Linked DNA regions of Oryctolagus cuniculus: region 2 is linked to region 1. The links are chromatin contacts, called in public Hi-C maps. All regions are on one chromosome and are shown on one strand. The core of a region is the stretch at or near the end of the contact, and the rest is flanking DNA. Distances in the headings are between cores, read along the strand shown. Region 1 has its middle 21 kb from the start of SKIDA1. Region 2 overlaps MLLT10 (MLLT10 histone lysine methyltransferase DOT1L cofactor).

Region 1 (3,535 bases), core at 933-3,432:
CAGTCTAGATTTCTATTCTTATTTAGACTTGTCTACTTCTTGGGAAAGGATTTGTGTTGTGTGTGTGTGTGTCCAAAGTTGTGTTAACATGTAAATTTAACCCAGGCAATTTTGAGAGCTATGGAAAGAGGGAAACTGTTTCAGCAAAGTCTGTTTTTATCAGCAGAAATGTGTGATAATGTGGGCTGTGTTTTAAGGGGGAGGGCAGTCTACGGCAATTTTGCTGCACAAAGATTTTTGATTCTTCAATGGAACTCATCCTCAAATCTGAGAAACTTGAAAAACTAGGAGTCTTAAGTATTGTGTATAAAACCAAGCCAACAGAACCTAGAAAGACAAAGCTGTGGCAGAAGACATATATCATGTCCTCATATTTTTATAGGTAAATCACAGCCAAGGGGAAATGTAACAGGAACACATGAGGACGGAGCAAATATGTTGTATACAGCAGACCAGAAAGAGGTGCTGCGCGGTAGAGCTTCACAATCATGTTTTGAGAGGTAGATTTTTTAATGAGAAGTCTCTGTGTTGGATGGGGACTGAGAGTCATAAGAATTATTTAAGCAGCAAGAAGGAACAAAAATTAATTATTAGGAGCTCAGTAATCACCAAATAAACTCTGGGCTTTGAGGTTAAAAATAGATGACTATCTTCATGTTCAATTATACAGTATCAATTACTAATACAACTGATGCTTCAGCGTCTCAGCGCGACCAGATACCATCTTTTATGGAGATATCTTGGTATTAATTAATGACTTCTTTATTCTCATTATTCACAAGGAAAAATAGGGGTCGTGTCACATTAAAATTAAGATTATCTTAGTTTATCTGGGCTCTTAAACAAAGATCATTCAAGGTAATTATATTTTGAATTAACAGAGGTAGGCAATTTATCTCGGTTTCTTTTTTTTTGTTGTTCAAAGATTGGAAAATAAAGATCAGAAATACGGAAAGTTTCATTTCGAAGATGGAAAGAAGCAAACAAACATGTCTTGACTTTTGCAATATTTCCTTTGCTAAAGGGGGAATGAGGGAACTGTAAAAGACGTGACTTTGCAAAGTCAAGTCCTTTTTAAAAGACTCGGATCGAAATTCTTGCTATGCAACAAGGATTCAAGTTTGATTAATTTTCTGCAAGCGACGTGACAGCGGTGTTTTAAAAGATTAATTAAAATTGAAGTGATACGGAGCAGGAATTCAACCTGCAGAGGCGTCCCTGGCGCCTTGGGGGGCTTTGCAAGCGAGTCCCAAGCCCGAACTGTGGGCTTTCCCGAGCCTGGGACGCAACTCCCGGTCTCCTGGAGAGGAACGCGGAATTTGGCAGAGCGCCCGCCTAGCCGCCTGGCATCCCGAGCTGGCCGCCAGCTCTCGGGGGTGGGGACGGGGTGTGTCCCGGGGAACCCGCTGCCGAGAAAACTGCGAGCGCGGCTGTCGCCAAGACGGAGAGCACAGGGTCACGCCGCAGAGTCTGGACGCGGCTCCAGTCAGCCTCAAGCTGACGGCCTCGGGGCCGCGGCCGCTTCTGGAGGGGTGGGGGCACCTACTTCGTGACCCGGCTTGTGCGGAGCCCCCGCCAGGGCGCGAGCGTGCACTGGTGCCGGATGCGTGGAAGGCGCCCAGCGGAGGCGTACCCGCAACGGCCGAGGACGTGCAGAGCTCCGGGGGGTTGCAGCTGTCAGGGCGCGAGCGTGGGCCTGGCCCGGCAGCCCTGCCCGGTGACCTGGGACTCGGGACCCGAGCCGCCGCCCCGGCCACGTCCTCTCAGCTCCCGGTTCATTTTCCCGCCCCAGCCTCCCCCTCACCCCCCGCTTCACTCCGCGACGCCGCCTTCGTCCGACAGAGAAATTAAGCTGAACACCATTGTAACTGTACTCAAGGAGACACAATCCCCGGAGCCCTCGGGGTCGCGCGCGGCGCAGAGGCGACGCGGGTGGCGCCGCAGAGGGTGGGGTGGGCGAACACGGGGGCGTTCGTTCGCAATTAGCCTCCCTAGGGCGCGAGTGCCGCGTCCTCTTCCCTCCGGGAGCGGGGTCTGGAGGCCGAACGGTGCGAGCCCGGCCGGCGGGGCCGCGCGCCCCGGGCCACGCAGCTACTCGGCGTGGGCGAAGGCCGGGGCGGCCATCCCTCCGGGGGGCTGCCCCTCCGGCGTGCGGCGGCGCCGGGAAAGCCCTTCCTCCGTGGCCCGGTCCCAGGGGTCGGGGCCTAGAAGGGTCCCTGGGGGAATTCTCCGGGCCGGGAAGACCAGGGGCCCGCTCCTTCCCCTCGCATCTGTCTCCCCAACCCCCTTCCAGGAGACCTCGGAGGTGGCGGCTGAGTGGGAAGGGCGGCGGGAATGCGGCCGCTGCAGGCTCGCGAGCTGGGGCGTCCGGGCGAGAAAGGAAGCGCGAGGACGCGCGCGAAGGAGCCGTGGAGCGCGGGGCGCCGCCGGGGAGGGCTGGGATGGGAGGTGGCTGCCCCGGCCTCTCCGAGGGGAGCAAGGGGAACCTCTTCCCCGGGGAATCCCCACCCGGCAGCTCCCAACCTCGAGAACAAAGGGTCTGGGAAGCACGGCCGGGGTCGGGGAGCGGAGGTGGTGGGAGGCAGGAAGGCAGGCGGTGGGGGCAGGGAAGGGCGCCTCCCCACGTTTCCTCTCGCTGCGGAATGATGGAAAGCTCCCTGCAGCACACGCCTCACTGAGGCCGCTTCCAAATCCGGGAGGGCTCGGGTTCCTTACCTAACGGCTGCACTCGCGCCCTTCCTCCCACAGCGTCCCCACCCCCTCCGGGGACCGCAGCCCAGAGCTGCGAAGCCGGTGGCGCGCGGCGTTGCGGGCAGAACCGCGGGGCAGCAGCGCCCCCTGCAGGCTCGGGGCGCCTCCCCAGACACCGCGCCGCGCTGACTCGTGAGGTGGAACCCCCGCCCCGCGCATTGCTCTCCTGGTCAGCAGCCCGCGCTGCCGGCGGTGTTAAGTCTTCCTGGAGAAGGGGACCGGACCGTCCAGGGCTGTCGGAATCCGCTGCTCTCGGCGGCTTCCTCGATCCCTTGCCCGTGTCACCTGCAGGACCTCGTCGGCGGGTGCCCTGCTGTCCCTCTCAGCAGTCCTTACTGCTAATTCCCTGCGGGTCTAGGAGCCTGCGTTAAGTCCCGCGTCAGGGCGCAAAGAGTAAAAGGCGTTTCTTCAACCCTAGAGAAAACTAATTTTCGTTTATTAAAAGGCAGAAGGCCAGCGGGGAAGAACAGTCAAGGGTTGCCGTGACCGCAGGTCTTTGGGATCCAGGTGTTCAGGATAGGACTGGGGTGGGGGTGGGGGGTCTGGGAAGCTCCTTCGGCGCCCATACTCGGCAAACTCACTGGCAGGTGCGGTGCTAGAGAGCGGGCAGGAGCGCCGGCGCACAGAGGACCCTGGCCTTGCGCCCGCCGGCGACCCCGGCGTCAGCCCACTCTTTGAGAGACTTCGCTGATTTGGCGAGAACAGGAATTGGGAGAAGATCGAAGCGCAGTTTTGCTTTCTTATTTTTCTTTGACTAAATGGCATATGCATGTGAATTCTCGGT
Region 2 (3,546 bases), core at 971-3,470, 230 kb before region 1:
AGCTTCCTCTGCCAACCAGGCTGCGGCTATTGTCTCCAAGATCTTGATCTGCAGTGTAAATATTTCAGAACTGATAAAGTGACTCTCTTACTAGATAAGCGGTTTTAAGCTCTTGCCCTGATTTCTCCAAAAACATACATTAAACCTTTACCACTATCTTTGCAGCTACTATGAAGGTAGAAGATGGGGCATGTTGCTGGTTTAGAACTGCTGAACTGTGGCATGTAAGGCGTTGTCCCTACACGTTTTTGTGGGTGTAGAAGGCCATGGATTATGTTCTGCTCTTTCATTCCTTTCAATTTTACAGCACAGAAGCGTGGTTTGCATTTGCAGTACCCTCCCCTCAGCCACTTTTAATTTCTACGGTTAAAGTAATGAATCACAGCTGTGGACAGCTAATCTGTATGCTTATCACAGCAAATCCGTATGCTTTGTATTTTTTAACACTTTACATCCCAAACCAAGTTATAAAGTGTATTTACACAAAGCTGCACATGAGAAATTATTTGGTACATGGATCCTCACACCAAGAAATTCTAAATAAACAAAAAAAAAGATGAAAATAAAGAATTCTGTATTTAAAAAAATTTTTAAGCCTCCCAAATCTTCCTAATTAAACATCAAATATCTCTGCTTGAAAAGTAACTTGTATCTCCCTCATTCACCCTATCTGGTCTCTTACAATGCTCTGGTCCGCTTATTCGGAGTCAAGTAACCTCTGACCCTTAAAGGGTAAAGACATGACTGATCCATTCTTGGGGAACTGCTAAACCCATTCCCTTCCCCCAAACAGGCATGACTACTTGGACATGTCAACAAATCCTTAAGGGTGGAATGAAACAAAGCAAATCCAGTGGCTCATTAAAACCATGCAAGAGGCAACTGCTACAAAATGTCAACTAGTAAAAATGCACAGGATTACTAAACACTGTAGAAATTCTCTAACAGGATTTTTTTTTAAACCAAGTTTGTGTAATGCAATTTCATGAATTATGCAAATAAAGATTTAGGCTAGTCACAGAAAAGCCCAGTGTTATGTTACTTTCCTTGCACAGAACTGAGAACTGAACACATCAATCACGGAAGTCACAGGAGACATGGTTGCATTCCTGCTGCTGATGGCTCTGCTTAAACATTTACATTTCAGACAGTAAAACAGCACAGCATACTACTCACTTCCAACTCTGATTCTTTTGGTTAAGAAAAAGGACACAATTCTCTATTAACCACACCCTTAGACATTTTTCAAATGAGTTCAGAAGGGGGTAGGAGAGGCAATTACATCGGGTAGAGTAGAATTTTAGAGTTTAATAATTCTTGAAAACTTACCTGTTTGACTGTTTTCAGTCTGAGCTATAAGAGCTGCCATTGATGGATTTGTATTTAATCTATTGCCATACATATGAGATGGTGCCTGACTAAGAGAGGATCCAGATAGAGTATTTGCCTAAATAAAAAGAATTATAAGTTAACTCTATTTGAAAATATCTTAATGTTTTTCCTTCTAATATATCTAGTAATTATTCTCTGCAACAAGGATAGTATAAGCAAGAATCCCTAACTTTTTAAAAAGCAGATTTTTATTCTTACTTGGTTTTGCCAATTGAACATGTGAATTTTTGAAAAATCGCATCACTACAAACTAAAGAAAAAAATGAAACACTGGCACACTCAAAAAACTATTCTTGCTTTTAATTTTCAAAGTAGCTGGTTCATAGTGAAGCCCAGCGGCACAGTAGCCATGTGGATATACAACTACTTATTTAATCTTGTTAAACCATTTATAAATAAGGCAGGTAGACAACAGATTGTCTAACAAAATACCATAATCTCTTATATCACAAGCTGGTTAAGGAAGTAAAAACTTCCAACTACTATTACTAGTATTTTAAGTACATGGAGCCATACTGCCATTGCTTAACTCTGTCATTAGTAAAACCTGCACACTATTTTGTTACTTCCTATTTTGATAGACTTGGAAGCCTGCTGCTTTTTCTGTTTTGTTTTGTTTTGTTTTGTTTTTAAAAGAAAGCAAATAGGCATCACAAGTATGCTTTCTATACAATGCAGGGCTCAACGAATCACAGCTCTGCCCTGACCCCATATAAGGCACTGTCTTTTTGGCAGAAAGCCAGCTCAACTAACTGAAGAGCTCGTCCAAAGTTTGTAATTCATTCATGTTGCTAACCACAATTCTGAAGGCCTCTCCTGGGACCTGTGCCAAACAAGCGAAAATGAACCCTTAAACAGATGAAGCTAAAGAGGCTGGCCAAAGTATTGCATAATCCAATGTAATAAAAATGCCTCCTTTGATGTGCATGCTCTCTCCCACTTTCCAAGAATATTACAACCTTAAAATGTGGCATTTTGAAGCAAATCTCCTATACTCAAAATACTGTTACTCACTGGGCTGAAATAATTTTCAGATTTAACAGAAACACAAATTTTAAAGTAGACTTCTTGTTCATGAATGAAATTGAGCATAAGCTTTATCAAATGAAATCACTGCATAATTATTTTTAGAACAAAAATCTAGGAAACAATTACAAAGAACCAAAGCACTTCTAACATAAAGAAGCTAAATAACAGCAGAACAAAAGATGTGGGACACTGTGACATGTATAACTGCACACAAGAGACAAAGATGATATAGTACTTATAACAAGCAAATATTACAGAGAATTAACTATGTTTCTGGATAGTCTCATATCCTAACATTATATCTTGGCCTTTAGCCAACTTATTAACCATGAAAACTGTACTTTTACAATTCATAAAAATAGTGGCAAGATACAGAATCCTCTCCTTGCTTATCAATGTTTCAAATAGTGTGTTTCATACTTCACATTATAATTATGGAAATCCAATGTGTCAATTTCTGTGTTTCATTTTTTCAATTAAAGCTACATACAAAGTCAATGCACTTTTTCTTACAAAGTCCTGTTTAGCAATCAATTACCCTTCAGTAAAAGGTAAAAGGTTTACCTCTCTAGTCTTAGCTACTCACAAAATAACTTAGAACAAGAAAAATAAAAAATAAACCTGACTCAGATGAACCAGATATCACCAGACTATGTGTTAAATAAGTCTCAGATACCACAAACTGAAAAATTCCTTTTGCAGAGCCAACTGACTCCTACTATAGACACAATTCGAGAATAATCAACTAAGCATACAATAGAATAGAGGCAGAAAATTAATTAGAAGGAGGAAGAAAAACTACCATCTTGAGAGAGCTTTTGGCAGCAAGAAGTAACAGCTAACAGCAAGAGATGAGAGAATAAAAAATTAGTAAGAGTGAGGATGCTACAGAGTGTATGTAGAGGAGGTGGGGAGGAGCTAGTCCTCAAAGAACTGGTACCTCTAGATGCCCTAGCACCTGCAAAGCAAGCCAACATGCTTAGCCTTCTGTCCTTCCATATTTGTGCAGTCATCTCTGTGGTAAAATAGCTCAATTTTAACTAATACTACACCACTTAGAATGTCTCTTTAGCTCCAATTACAAGTCAGTAGGTAAGACTCAAACTACCCAAATCCTCAGAAATA

What was found. A called contact is a pair of places that touch in the nucleus more often than the background predicts.
Region 2: a contact with region 1 is called in a Hi-C map of embryonic fibroblasts, with 3 times the contacts expected there. The contact joins two enhancer-like sites. A contact is called at or near these places in 6 of 6 Hi-C or Micro-C datasets (ear pinna, embryonic fibroblasts, liver and 3 more).

Annotation. Positions count from the first base shown.
Region 1 is chr13:47,805,303-47,808,837 of mOryCun1.1, reverse strand. No RefSeq gene overlaps it. Among named protein-coding and RNA genes, the nearest start is that of SKIDA1, 21 kb to the left of the region's middle. Within about 2 kb of position 2,182, at least 4 of the 8 cell types and tissues checked have an H3K27ac peak or open chromatin away from gene starts, as enhancers often do.
Region 2 is chr13:48,039,480-48,043,025 of mOryCun1.1, reverse strand. MLLT10 (MLLT10 histone lysine methyltransferase DOT1L cofactor) reads right to left here. Exons shown (of 27, transcript XM_070055479.1): 19 at 1,330-1,447; 20 at 1-48. Among named protein-coding and RNA genes, the nearest start is that of MLLT10, 200 kb to the right of the region's middle. Within about 2 kb of position 2,220, at least 2 of the 8 cell types and tissues checked have an H3K27ac peak or open chromatin away from gene starts, as enhancers often do.